Regions from separate parts of the Mus musculus genome. Here region 1 is linked to region 2. A link is a contact called in public Hi-C data. All regions are on one chromosome and are shown on one strand. The core of a region is the stretch at or near the end of the contact, and the rest is flanking DNA. Distances in the headings are between cores, read along the strand shown. Region 1 overlaps Cwc27 (CWC27 spliceosome-associated protein). Region 2 has its middle 230 kb from the start of Adamts6.

Region 1 (6,957 bases), core at 958-3,457, 220 kb after region 2:
ATATTTAATTTCTACCATGGTTTCACTATCTATCACATATTTTTCAAATAAATTCATTAAGTCAAGAACAGAACAAAAGATGTAACATGCCTCACTCATAGAATAAATGAATTTTATCATACAGTATGTTCTGATTTGTACTAAGTAACAAGTCTATAACTACAGTGTACAGAGGCTTTCAGTGTAGGTCTCTAAGATTTCCATTGAAGGTCTACTAGCCACCACCTTAGAAACGGGCTGTATGATTGATAAAACTACCGGTCCAGACCAGCTGAAAGAAAGGGAGGGAGGGAAAAGAATAAGAATGCTCCAGTTTTAGTGGAAACATTTTGGAATTGACTGACCCATGCCTGGGATGCCTCAGCTTCTGCATGAGTCAACGAAGCCAGTATGTACTAAGCTACTAAGAGGGTAATTTTGGAGATTTAATATAAACTTGTACCTCTATTTTACTTTTAAAATTGTCCTTCCTGATAGCCATGGGGAGGAGACAGAGGAGAGAAAAGGTAGAAATAGGGGAGAGGAGAAGAGGAATTCATATAATTATGTCTTCCAAGAATAAACAACAAAACCATAAACCTAGAAAAAAAAAAGGAAGAGGGAGAAGAGAAGGAAGAGGAAGAGGAGGAAACAAATTAAACCTGCTTTTCTTCTTTTCTAATGCTATACAGACACACTGTAAATAATGTGGCAGTTTGTGGACACAGCAGGCTCTAGGGCACCTGTAGAGCCCATCATTTTGAACTGTCTGACTTTTATAAAAACACTAACTTACACTTAAATCTTTGCTCTAAATGAATTTTCAGATTGTTTCCAAAAAGCTGAAGGGGCTTAGCTGAGACAAGCTGTAACCTCAGTGGCCTTACAGAAGGGCTGACTCATGCCAAGGTTGCTGCAGGCTCTGGGTCTTCTTTTCCATGATAGACAACCTGGCCCTGGTCTTCCCACTCCTCTACTACCTGGCAGACAGGCAGCATCCAAACCTTGTCTGACCTGCTAGAACAGCCCTCCCCCCCCTGCCCCCCCCAGAGAATGAGGACAAGAAGGGCCAGGAAAAGCACTTTGGAAACTACTTGCACCTAATAAAACATATTTTAATTTAACTAATGTGAAATCCAAAGTGAATTCCATCAGTCTAAATGGGAAAGATGCTTTATTTATATTTATTTATATGAGCTCTTAATTTAGGCTTGATTCATGCCTCATGAATAAAACTACCAGTTTATAAAATACACTGCATATTGGTCTTCATGGGCCCTTACATATCTTTAATAGACCAGTAGGACATGTGGCAAGATTCAATATTTGTCTTAATTTTATGAATAAACAAACTTTTATAGAAAAAGTTCAATAAAATTATAATCAACGAAGTAATATAATTAGAATTCCATGTCTGCTTTTTTATTCCTCTAGTCCAAAATTTCTCCTAAGAACTGTGCTAAGCATATCATATAAACTTATGACATTGACAGCCATATCAAAATCTAAAATGATGAGGCTGGGGAGATAGCTCAGTGGGTAAGAGCACTTGGAGTAAAAGCAGAAGTCCCTGAGTTCAAATCCCTAGCACCCATTTAAGAGCAGCCATGACCATGTAGACCCACCACTGGGAGGCAGATATACACAGATCCTGGGAGTTCACTGGCCAGCAAGTCTTAGCTAAAACAGTGAACTTCAGGTTCAATGTGAGAACTTGTCTCAAAAATAACAATAGTAAAATAATAGTAACAATAATGATGTGGACAGTGATTAAGGGATACATGTGTGATGTTCTTGATCTGCATGTGTACAGGTGCACATATGTGCATACTCCAAGTATGCATACAAAACATATATCACATGATCTAGAGAGATGATACTTTACAGATATAGTGTGGATAATTAGAAACAATGGAGTACAGAAAGATAAATTGGTAAGAAATGGCTAATAAGTAACACATTAGATAGAAAAGCGTATACAATAACTAGAGTCACAAAGAATAGACCAGGTAGAATAAAACTAACACTTTTATACACATTACACTGTCAACGCTAAAACAAAAGCTATACTGAATATATATCACTAAAGACAGCATAGGAAAAAAATAGACAAAGGTGTATTTTTGGTTGATTATTCTTTAAATGGCATTTCTAAATGTTATAGCAAATACCAGAGCCACCTGGTGCTTTGCTAAAACTCATAATGCTGACTCCAGCTCCTCCTACAGCTCCTAATGCTGACTCAGCTCCTCCTACAGCTCCTAATGCTGACTCAGCTCCTCCTACAGCTTCAGAGTGAGGACTGAGACTCTCTCTCTAACGCGCACCCTGGAGAACCGGCGCAGACAGTCTGGTGACTTTGAGGACCCCTGGTTCAAAGAAATGTTACAGAAGTAATGCATAGTTTTATTAATATTCTTCTAGGTAAAAAACTGTACAAAGCACTACCAGAATTATTTAGCTACTTTACATTTGATCAAAATTCAATATATTGATAATTGGGCATACTAAAAATTTAGGAGACAACCAAGAAATGGGTTGGTCAAGCTTTTCTCTCAAAGTCATTATTAAACAAATTTAGATTCTCTGGGATTCAGAGGAATGGTCCTTCACTGCACATGTAACAGAAGGAGTTTTCAGATGGTTTTTCTAATACATAGGTTAAAGGGGATAGAAAGAATGTTTTGGGTGAGGAGGGCAGTCTTCTGCAGTTTCCATAACTTCATGAATTTTCATACTCTGTGGCTGCTTTGGGGTTGGTATTTTACTCAGCATTGAGAATGAATATGTGGCATATTTATAATAATAAATTAGTTCAAAAGGGCATGAAACTGGTAATTTGGTAATGAGTATTCAACGTAATGTAACGAACACACAAAAGCAGATCAACAAACACATTCTGGAGGCCTAGGAACACCCTTCCATTCTCCTCTTCTTTTATGGAGCCTATGCTCCATTTGCTGAGAGGAAGTCAGTTCTGCTACACCATGCAGTAAAGCCTGGGTCCAACTCTACACCTGAGGGCAAACGTACCAAGAAGTGCTAGAATATTATGGCTGAGATTGCACTCTCATGCTTCACTGGTCTGCAGAATACCTTCTTAACCATCAACTGCATATCTGTCAAAATGCTTCACTAGGCTTTCTTTGCTAGGACCATTGAGTTTGTGTATAAACTTAGACCCATGTCTTCTATGTGGTTCAAATTCTGATTGGCTTTACTCCCTCTGATGTTAGGAGCAAATTAATGATAAAATACTAATTGCCATCATTAAGATTTTATCTTCTTTCAACAGCCACACTAAAAGTATACCAATAATTTAGAAAAGCAGGCCTCTTAAAGTGTAAATTCACATTGCAAAAGTGCTTGTGAATTAAAGCTGCACAATGTATTTATAACAACTACAGTAACAATAGCAAAAGCAAATACTATGTATGCTTTCTCATCGGTAAGTTCTGTATACTTTGAAACCCCAGAGACAAGTCTGCACTGTAGTTCAAACCTCACTAGCTATGTGATACAGGGGAAGTTTGCACACTCCCCTGGGTTACTTCCTAATATGGAAGAAAGAGGAATGACCACAGGGAGGGGCTTTACACAAATCTTGACTTTAGTGTTATACAATTTGCCCCTTCTCTTCCTATCCATGCCATGTAGTGAGCAATCAAAGGCATAGGTTCTCTATGGAATACTTCATTCACGTGTGAAATTCAATCTCTTCAATACATAGGAAACAATCCCAAATATTAGTCCACAAACAAACCTAAATATACTTAGAAGGGTTAAAAATCAAACAATGTATGTTCTAAGACAACAAGAAATGAGATTTGAAACTAAGAACAATGAAATATTTGACAAATTTGTAAGTAGTGGAAAATAATATTCCTAAATAACCAACAGGTTAAAGAAGTCACAGGGAAGTCAAAATACTTTGAGTAGAGTGAAATGAAAATAAACAGATTCAAATTCTTCATAGAATACACCTAAAGCAAGGCTTTGGAGGGAAATTCCCAATTTTAAGTTGGTGCCTACATTAATAGTCTTCATAATAAAACAATCGACCCAAGGAGACTGAAAAGTACTCTGCATACCTTTGATATACTATAAGCCTTAGGTAAATAAGCTATCAATATGATTATTCTTGAACCTAATACTCTTCTCATTTTTCCCCTGTTAAGGAGCATATAACATATTTAGGAAAAACAAAATCAGCCAGTGATCTTTTTCTTGGCAATGACTATTTGGAATTGTTCTTCTGGGGGTCCTAAAAGATAATGTGATGACTTAAAGATAGAATTACTGAACATGGTCTTTGAATCACAAGACTTTCTGATGATCAGCTAAGTGTACATACACTTAGCAAAGAGATGGGCTTATCATCTGTTTTATAGATGAGGAAGCTGAGGCTCAAACTAAGAAAGCTCTCTGACAGACAGTGCCGGTCTCAAGTTCCATAACTTAAAATCTGTTATGTACACTGTGATCATTTTCACTGACTCTTTCATATGCTTTGGTTATAATGAGGTAGTCTAGTCTAAATTCTAAACATTTTAAATCTGGATCCATTTTCTTATAGGCACAATATATAACAAACAGATGTGACTGGAAGATTGTAAAATAAGTGTAGCCCTGAAAAGATGAAAATTGCCCCCAGTATTACAGTGTTTCTTACTTATTTGTCAGCTGTTCAGAGTCAGAACACTCAGAAAAAATGCATAGTTTCACAAATAAAGAATTCAGTATTACAAAGGAAAAATAGCAGCCTAAATAAAAAGTTTAATCCTAGGGCTGGAGAGATGGCTTGGTCATCAAAAACCAGGCTTATAACCAAAACGATAAAAGCTACAATCCTAAATAAAACTGTTTTCCTCTTAATCAACGCAAGCAAGTTTTCTCTCAAAGTAACCTCAAAAACAAAATAACCTCTGACCCAATTATTAACCTTCCCCTATTTGATAGCATTTCCATTTAAATCTTTCCCCAAAGTCCTTGTTTATGTAGCACACATGCACTCATGCACACATCAGAAAAGGCTATGACTTCTATGCTACAATGCATGATAACGTCCTTTTCTCTGTGTATTTCCTTATAGATTTGTACAGAAACTGCATAATGGTAATAGTGTAGCACTTCCAACCATTTCTTTAATGAAACACTCAGTTCTTAGAAAGTGATGGAGAACAGGGCTGTCTGGGTTTACTACACAAGTGAACTATGTTAGTTAAGACACAGACTCTTAAAGGGTAACCTTTAAAGATTAACAATGGCACATTCTCTCCTGCTGTAAATATTAAGTATAGTTAGTCTCTTTGACCAAACACAAGAATATTCTTATATATTTGATGACTTTTTTAAACATTTTATACCAATAAATTTTAAGTATCTCAACACAAAAAGTACATACATGAAGAACTGATATGTTAATTACTTTATTTAATCATCTTCAAGATATCAAAACATCACATTATACTCCCTAAGTGTGTATGTATATCACAGTTATTAACTGTAAAGAACAAATAAAAATAAGAAATGTATTAATTAATGATAAAAGTACACTATGAGTCAAAGATTAGCCACCTGAGGCACACAGTCTTAATTATTCCATAAAATACATTACTACCAAAGGTATGTTAAACTCACTAAGGGACTCATAGGAGTTCCCAAACCTGAGGGATTCCTAATGCTCCCTCGGTTGTCTTGGCAGGCAACATCTAGCAGTATTCTTGCATTTTGGAAATATTCTAAGACAGGCAGAGTGTAGAACCCTGCTTCTACTTCAGAAACCAATGACCTGGAAAGATCTTATCCACATGACAGCTAAAGCATATATGATGATACCTATACATGTCCATGTCAACAGATGAATATTATAGTTCTATAGTTACATATCATGGCTTTAGTTTAGATATGAGACCCTTCCCTGTTGATACTATTCTTGTTTATTTCCAGGACTCTCCCAAGTTTATTAGTAATAAAAGATTTTTAAAAGCTTGTTTGAACCGGCCATAATGAAATGGAATCTAGTAACACCATAGAGAGCAGCCATAAGGGCTATGACAGCAACTGTGGAGGTCATGATGCTCCAGAAGGCACAGTCTACATGAAGATCCCAAGCAGAGAGAATGCACATTCTTTCTCCGGCTCCTCTCCAGCTTGATGTGTTCATTTTTGGTTAACCAAGTGGGTTTCTGCTAACGATACCAAGAATTTGAATAGACCAGACTGACTTGATATCTAGTATATTATGCATTTGCACATAGAAATTAGTCTACTATGGATTTTTAATTCTTCAAAGCAAGGTACACAAGGAAAAGAGGGACATCAGCATATTCAAAAGATTTTGGCTTTCAAATAGCTTGACACTCCTTTTCAGGGGCTAGCAAGGTAGCTCAGTGGGTAAAGGGGCTTGCTGCCAAGCCTGACAAGCAAAGTTCAACCCCTGGGACCCATGTGCCAACTCCCTCAAGCTGCCATTTGGCCCCAATCCTGCATCATAGCACAGCTTCAACTCATTGTCTCACCACAATAAATACATGTAAAACAAACCATCAAAGAATATTCCTTTATCCTTTAGAAGCAATTATGATAACATCTTAATGAACTAAATTCTGAGATACAAATAATTTATGGGAGTAACAAATGCCAGCATAACGGCAGGTGGGGTCTGTTGTGTACTAACCTCAGCTTTGACCATGATGCCCTAAAAGAAGACTGTAAATACCATCTTTGGCCAATAAACATCAAAGCAAACAAACCAATACAAAGGACACAAGAGGAGTCTTGGTTATCCCTAGAACAACTGTGCTTACATTTTTGGAGTGTGCCCTCTTTGCACCCAAGACCATAATGCACCAAAGCTAACACACAGAAAGGCTACAAAAAGAGGAGGGTGGAGGAGAGTCCACAGGCAGAATGAAGGCCTGGCACATAAGCTCCCACTTAAGATAGCCCTGGGCTCCTAGGCACTTGACCAACCTC
Region 2 (7,182 bases), core at 821-3,320:
TTTTGTTTTGATTTGTTTTAATAGAGTAAGGTCCCTTACAGAGAGAGAGAGTGACCAGACAGAATTGTATTCTATATTCCTGAAGAGAGAGAAAGAGAAAGCAACTTAGCAGTCATTTAGTTATGATTTAATATTAACAAGCTCCAAACTTTCAAACCCCCTTCAACAGAGCCTTTCACCTTCCAAGTGACTTCAGCTGCTTCAACACAACCCCCTCTATGTCTGGGGCATCAATTTGATTTACAGAGCATTTCAAAATATTTATATATTTTTTAGGGTTTCCATCACAGCCTCAGCCAGTAACCTGCTGTGTTTGAAAATGTCTGGGCAGTAATTGTCATTGTTTGCAACAGCTATTTTGGAGTCTGGAGAGTACTGTGGCATTTTGTAGAATCTAGGAATGCAATTACCAACGTTGTATACACGATCCAAGTGGCTTTCTGGCTTCAGAAGCTCCACCCCAGGGGAGAAGGGACAACAGCAAAACGTTTGTTTAATTTTTCTCTTGTAGTCGGTCAGTGATAGGTGGATTATATTAAGGCCAATTTGGCAGGAAGATTATTAGGGTAACAATTCCTTATAAGTACAAAACAATGTTGAATTAAACAAGGAAGAAAAATATGACCAGGGTGAAAAGCTCTTCTGACCCAGGGTCATATCTAAGTGTCTGGGGAAGAAATCAGATACCATAGGGACGTCTGGGTCCTGGAGTGAGTCATCCTTCATGATGCAAGGGATTGTTTTGTACCAGTTAAAAGAAAGAGCTACAGTGCCACTTAAAAATGACCTGTTAACAGTTAGGGGCTTTGTGTTTGAAGGGGGGGGGGGGAGACAAACCCCTATTGAGTAGGCCATTTTGGACCGTGTAGGTCAGTGCGCAGGTTCCCACTTGTCGTAGGGGATTGAGGTGTCTTAGATCTTATCAAGTTTTGAGGGGATAGGGTTACTCCCAAATGATTTCTTCTCTTCAGTTTTATTTATGTAATTTTTTTCCCCTTTTAGATGTTATCTGCAGACTGCAATGCTAGCTAGCACCCTTTCCTAGTGAGAAACAGAGTCTGGAAACAGAATCTCTTGACTTCCAGGTGGGCAAATGATTTGAGTAACTCCGAAGCTCGAAATAAGGATTTGTTAAGAAAGATCTTAAAACTTAAAACCATAACCTGCCCATGGTTGGGTATACCTTAGAGGTAAAACACGATTTCAGCAAACAGGAGCCCCTAGAGTCCACCCCAATCAATAAAAGGAAAGAAAAGGGCTGGAGAGATGGGTCAGGGGCTAAAAGCACTGGTTGCTCACCCTGAGTTCAATTCCCAGCAACCACACGGTGGCCCGCAACCATCTGTAATAGGATCTGGTGCCCTCTTCTGGTGTGTCTGAAGACAGTAACAGGGCACTCATACATAAAATAAATAAAAATAAAATCTTTAAAGGAAGAAAGGGAGATCACTAGTTTGCGAGTAACCGCTCCCGCCCCCCCAAGGCTTTGTATGTCTTCATTCCCGTGCCTGTGGGGTGTTGGGAATCTAACGCCCAGGAAAACAGAGCCCTCTGAGCTTTAGCACTGTATGGGTAACTTGCTCCCAGCCACATCTGTCCTTTGATGTGAAGTTTTGTTTTACAGCTGGCTTTTAGACAGCCAAGAGGTCTCAGGTCAACTACAATGAAGCGCCCTAGCTAGGGTCCTCGGTAGGTTATTGAGGTCCATGACTTCCGGGCCAAAGAAACCCGACCCTGGCATTCCTGGGCTCCTGCGTGGCTGGGACCTTTTTCTAGTTTATTTCTCCGACCAGCTTCTTCACCCCTGCATGGAATCACACTCAGGACAGACGCCTCCACCCCACCCTATCCCTTCCACCCCCATGAAACCCCCCGTTTGTCCTGAAGCTCCGCTGCAAGGGGCCCGCCAGGCTCCCCCAGACATCTATGACAACAGCAGACGCCGCGCCAGGAGCACACACGAGCTGTCTCCAAGCCGGATCCTTGCCAGCGACTCGGTGGGGGGAAGAGCTGCCTGGAGAAGGCTAATCATTCCCAGTCAGGCTGGCTGCAGCCCACTGCGGCTGCGCGGAGGCAGCTGTGGGCCCATTGTTCACGCAAGCAGTGGCCCAGGGCTTAGGGAGGACTCCAGGCCCAGACTCGGTGCTCAGAAGTGGTCAGAATTATGGAATTTAAACTGTCCACCACTTAAAGGAGTGGCCTCATGTCCAGTATCTTGATAAATCACCCAGAAAGCTGCAGCGGGAAGCGATGATCTTCAGGGAGGATCTTGATGGTTTTTTCTTTTCAGATTATGCACATGACCAAGATAAAATACCTTTCAGAGTCTCATTTACATAAATTACATGGCTCTGAAATGCCAATTTCGTATCCCGACAGGTCTGTCTTTCAGCCAAGGGAGCTTTTACATGTGAGTTTCACTAGGTAACTCCACCCTCTTTCATCTATACTTAGTTACACTGGTTTGTCTTTTATTACTGTAAGCATGGCTTTGGAGTCCAGGAAATGAAAGCATTGGTATTTTGGTTCATTTATTCATTCACTTTAAAAGGAGACCAATACTTTTGTGATGTAAAGATGTTTCCGGGGCAGCAATGGCAGCTTTTGCCGGAAGAGCGGATTTAACAATAAATTCATTATTCTTGCAGAATTTTTCTGGTGCCAGGAAAGCAACGTGAGTGGAGCCTCACAGGCTGGGATGGGGGTGGGAGGCTCCGAGCCCATGGGAATTCAACCAGCAGAAAGGACTTCAGACCCTCCTGGGTTCACTGCAATCAAGCGAAAATAACTCCCACCACAAAATAGCAAGTTAACTGCTTCTCAAGTGTAGATAGCCGGAGATTGGAAAAGGGATGAGTTCACAGTTGGTATCCCGTCTAAACTGCACCCCCACAGTTCCTGGCAACAACCAGGTAGGCTTGGTCCACTATAAAGGGGGCTGCTTGGTGACTAATTTAACCCTCAAGTTCTGTCTCCTCCATTTGCGGTCACGTGGTGGAGGTGAAAGTCCCAACTTATCTCGCCTCCTTCTGGCGGTCAGTTCCACCAGAAAGTGTCCCAGAACTGCCAATCACCAGCACCTTATTAGCATACGAAAGACTTTATCTCGGCAAAGGTTGGGAGGAATTTAGGAGTAAGCCCAAGTCACAGTGATAAATACAAAGACAACAGACTCAAAATACAAACAGGACAGTAGAAACACCAAAGAGAATTTTAGGTAGATACTTGTAAGTTGTACCTTAAAGTAAGTACAGGTGGAGCTTGTAAGGCTTGATATCATACACAAAAATTGTAATGGAGTTTGAGATGAGAACTGGGTCCAGGATGATAATTATGTAGTTTGGATCATTGAACATGGGGGGGGGGGGGTGTCCCTCGATTCAAGGAACACCTGGAATATTCGATTATTTTAATAAGAGTCTCTGAGCTACCCTGGTTTCTACCTTTTTAATTTCAAGACCCTGTAGTTCTTCAGTGGACCACAGATGCATATAAATAACTTTAGTCAAAGTAATACCCAAATCATGGGATGTGGTGTTGAGACAATCCTGTCTCTCATAAGTGAAAGCTTCTGACTTGTGGGTGTTATGACCAGTAGAGTTTATGCCAAAGTCCGTGGCTGCAAACTTTTTGCCATGTAGTAGGTCCCTGGTTTACTGCAATGTTACGGATTTCCATGCTATCAGAGTGAATATTTCCATAGGTGATAGTTTGGTCAGGTAGAGCTCTGCAGAAATGAAATACAAAGTTAAACCTGAGAAGGCTAGGCTGACTCCATGACAGGCTTCAGATTGGCAGTTCAGGAGACGAGGCCTACATCCTTGTTTCCAAGAACTGGGCAAGTCCAGGCAAGTCCAGGCCTCAGAAGCTGCCCTGCCACCTGGTCTGAGGCACGGACAATTGGGTCAACAGTAGTTTCCAGACCTCTCCAGCAACAGTTTCTAGCCCCCACACCCAGGTAATGGTTCTGGAATGTCCCTAGAGATGAAGCAAGATAATGTGCTTCCCCTAATGTGCTTTAAGTCTGGCCTGCGAGTTCACTTGCTTATCTCTCTATCTTGGTAATGTGAGACCCTAACATGCTGAACTTCTGCAGAATAAAACACTCTTTGTGTTTACACACTATTTGAGACCAGGGTATCATTCTTCAGGGAATCGTGAACTCCTACCACTCAGACCATGTATTTATCTCAGAGTGAATCATCAGCCCTTCCACAGTGGAAGGCACTCAGAGTAGTCAAGCAAGTGACTCACAGGTCAGCTTGAGGGATGAGAACGTATCCAAGTCTGTTGCTGGCAGGTTGGATATGCAGCAGTATAGAGACCCTGAGTATTTATCTATTGTCATGTCAATTCATGGACTTCACCTCTGCTCCTGAGGGCACTTTGCTCATTGTCACTGTGGTAAGCGATGACAAATGTTGGGTGCTACATCTCTTCTTTACACTTCCATCTATGTGCTCTAACTGGTTTTCTTGTTGTTGTGACAAAAATACCTGGAAAAAAAAAGCAATTTAAGGGAGAAAACACGTGTTCTGGCTTACAGTTTGAAGGGATACCTTCCATCATTGTAGAGAAGGCATGGTGGCAGGTGCAAGAGACCAGCTGGTGACATTGTGCCTACAGGCAGGAAGAAGGGAGCAAAGAATGCTGGTACATAGCTAGGTTTCTCCTTTTTATGCAATCCAGGGCCCAAGCCCAAGGAATGGTAAAGTCCACCATTGGGGTGTGTCTTTGCATTTCAATTAAACTAATCTAGATCATCCCTTGTAGACACACCCAGAAGATTGTCTCATTAGTAATTCTAAATCATCTCAGGTAGACAATAAAGTTAACAGCCCCAGGCCCAAAATCCATTGTCCCTTAATCTTAATCTTCCTTCTCTTGGGCTCCTGACAAGCCAGCTATACCACACACTACTTCCAATGAATTAGATTACATTCTATCTTGTGGCCACTTCTCTGACCACACACACCAGTCCAAGTCTTGCCTGTGCCTTTTCTTCTCAGCCAGTTCTCACAACCACTCTAAAGCATGTAGTAGTATAACGCATCCTTTTTTTTTTCTCTCACATACCAAGCTGATTAATTGGTGAATCAAGCTTGATTTATTTTTTTCCTCCTCCAGGAACTAGTTGTAAGGGTTGTAAACCCAGAATGAGATGAAGAAGGGAAAGAGGGGAGATGATGTAACAATGGTGGGTGACGCACAGGGTTGAGCCCCCTGTTTATCCAGATGGCTTGTGTCCTCTTGTCCTGCTGTTGTACCATTGTGGGTGGATTCCTACAAGGTCCTCTGACTCACTAAACTGAAATCTCATGTAGGATGAGCAATTTTTGGTGAATAATTTCACATATGAGTAGTTTTAGACAGCTGGTATTCCATGCTCAGACACTCAATCAGGGCTCAAATATGTCTTCGTTTTCTCAACAGAGGTTAAATGTTCCACTGTGGCTAAGACAGTCTTGATTCATAATCCTGGGGATCTGAACTTGATTGTGTAGGTCTTGTCGTATGCATCATTTTCTACCACTGCTTTTCTGGGGTGAAATCCATAGGTTCTGGAAGGTGATATGATCCAAGCTCCAGCATGGCTAGCACTATAACCTTTTCTGCTTAGACCCCACACTACATAAGTAAACTTGCATCCATAGACTAAGGCTGGGAAATATGGCTCAGTTGGTGCACTGCTTGGTTAGTGTGCATGAAGCTCTGAGTTAAATTCCCAGCTCCACATAAAACCAATCAGGCCTAGTGATGCATAGCAGTTAATCCCAGAACTCAGGATGTAGAGGTGGGAGGGTCATCGAAGGGTACATGGCAAGTTCAGGATCAACCTGATGCATGAAACCCCTGACCAAACCAAATACAACAAGCAAGGTCTCTATGCTCAAGCTCCATCCAGTGTGGAATCAGAGCCTTCTCCTGGCTGCCTGCAGAAGACAATCTCCATTTTACTTCCTTCAGATCAAGATGCAGAACTCTTGGCTCCTCCAGCACCATGTCTGCCTGCACACTGCCATGCTTCCCACTATGGTGATAATAGAGTTAACCTCTGAAAGTGTAAACCAGCCCCAATTAAATGTTTTTCTTCACAAGAGTTGCCTTGGTCATGATATCTCTTCACAGCAATAAGACTCGAACTAAGGCAATATATATGTATATACATGTATACATATATGTATATAACATTTTATATGTTGGGAGACTTATAAACAATAAAAACTATGTTTTTATAGTTATGCAGGCTGAGAAGTCAAGGTTACAGTACTAGTAGATTTGATGTCTGGTGAGGCCCCACATAGATGTTGCTTTCTTGGTAAGTCCTTCTATGACAGAGGGACAAACAAGTTTTCTCATGCTTCTCTGGTCATTAATTTCATCAGGAGGGATTTGTCTCATGACATATTACCTCTCAAAAGCCCTATACCTTAATGCTACAAGTTTGAGATTTAGGTTTCAATCTATAAGCTCTGGAGGCACACAAACACTCAGGCCATAGCAATAAATGAGGTGTGGACCAAGGTCCAAGTAATGGGCCTACAAGCTCCATAGTCATTTTCTCTGTCTCTGAGTGTGTAATTTTAGGAAAGATATACTTGGTGGTTGGTACAACCTTATATTAGTATGTGGAGTAAGGGTTATCATTATAAGGAAGGCAAAAAGAAATCCCTGAAGTTGTCCCATAAATAGCGAGTCGAAATCAATTGTGAATCCCAAGAAGATGAGAGAAATGTGCTTTTCTCAAGGTTATAACTACACTTGATTCTCCAGTCTGGCTTAGTCCAAAGCCAGTGGAACCCTGGAAGACACAGTAAGTTAGTACAGACTCAACCAAGCCACAATTCTAATTGACATTTGAGGTGGCAGATGTGGAGATGAACATGGTCTCCATACATGACTCGCCACCGATGATCTGGCAAATGCATTATTTTCTACCTTTATCATAAAAGAGGATCAGAATAGTTTTTACTCCCAGAGAATAAATGATCCACTCATGTGGTTTTTAATTACCTTTTGTCACAACATATTCTAAAGACATCTGGACACTGTCCCCAGCATCATATTAGTCTACCATATCACTAATTTCATAATTATCCATACACTAGAACTAGCCATATATTTGTGCTCTGGTGTATGGATGATAAACCCATCATGATTTAGGAGACGACATTGGTAACT

What was found. A called contact is a pair of places that touch in the nucleus more often than the background predicts.
Region 1: a contact with region 2 is called in a Hi-C map of the N1E-115 cell line, with 2.8 times the contacts expected there. The contact joins two enhancer-like sites. A contact is called at or near these places in 2 of 484 Hi-C or Micro-C datasets (the N1E-115 cell line and nephron progenitors) and 1 of 9 other capture datasets (embryonic stem cells).

The regions. Positions count from the first base shown.
Region 1 is chr13:104,740,819-104,747,775 of GRCm38.p6, forward strand. The region is part of intron 10 of Cwc27 (CWC27 spliceosome-associated protein); the gene reads right to left. Among named protein-coding and RNA genes, the nearest start is that of Cwc27, 73 kb to the right of the region's middle. Within about 2 kb of position 2,208, at least 25 of the 459 cell types and tissues checked have an H3K27ac peak or open chromatin away from gene starts, as enhancers often do. A contact at or near this core is called in the N1E-115 cell line, where this site is marked.
Region 2 is chr13:104,516,476-104,523,657 of GRCm38.p6, forward strand. No RefSeq gene overlaps it. Among named protein-coding and RNA genes, the nearest start is that of Adamts6, 230 kb to the left of the region's middle. Within about 2 kb of position 2,071, at least 215 of the 459 cell types and tissues checked have an H3K27ac peak or open chromatin away from gene starts, as enhancers often do. A contact at or near this core is called in the N1E-115 cell line, where this site is marked.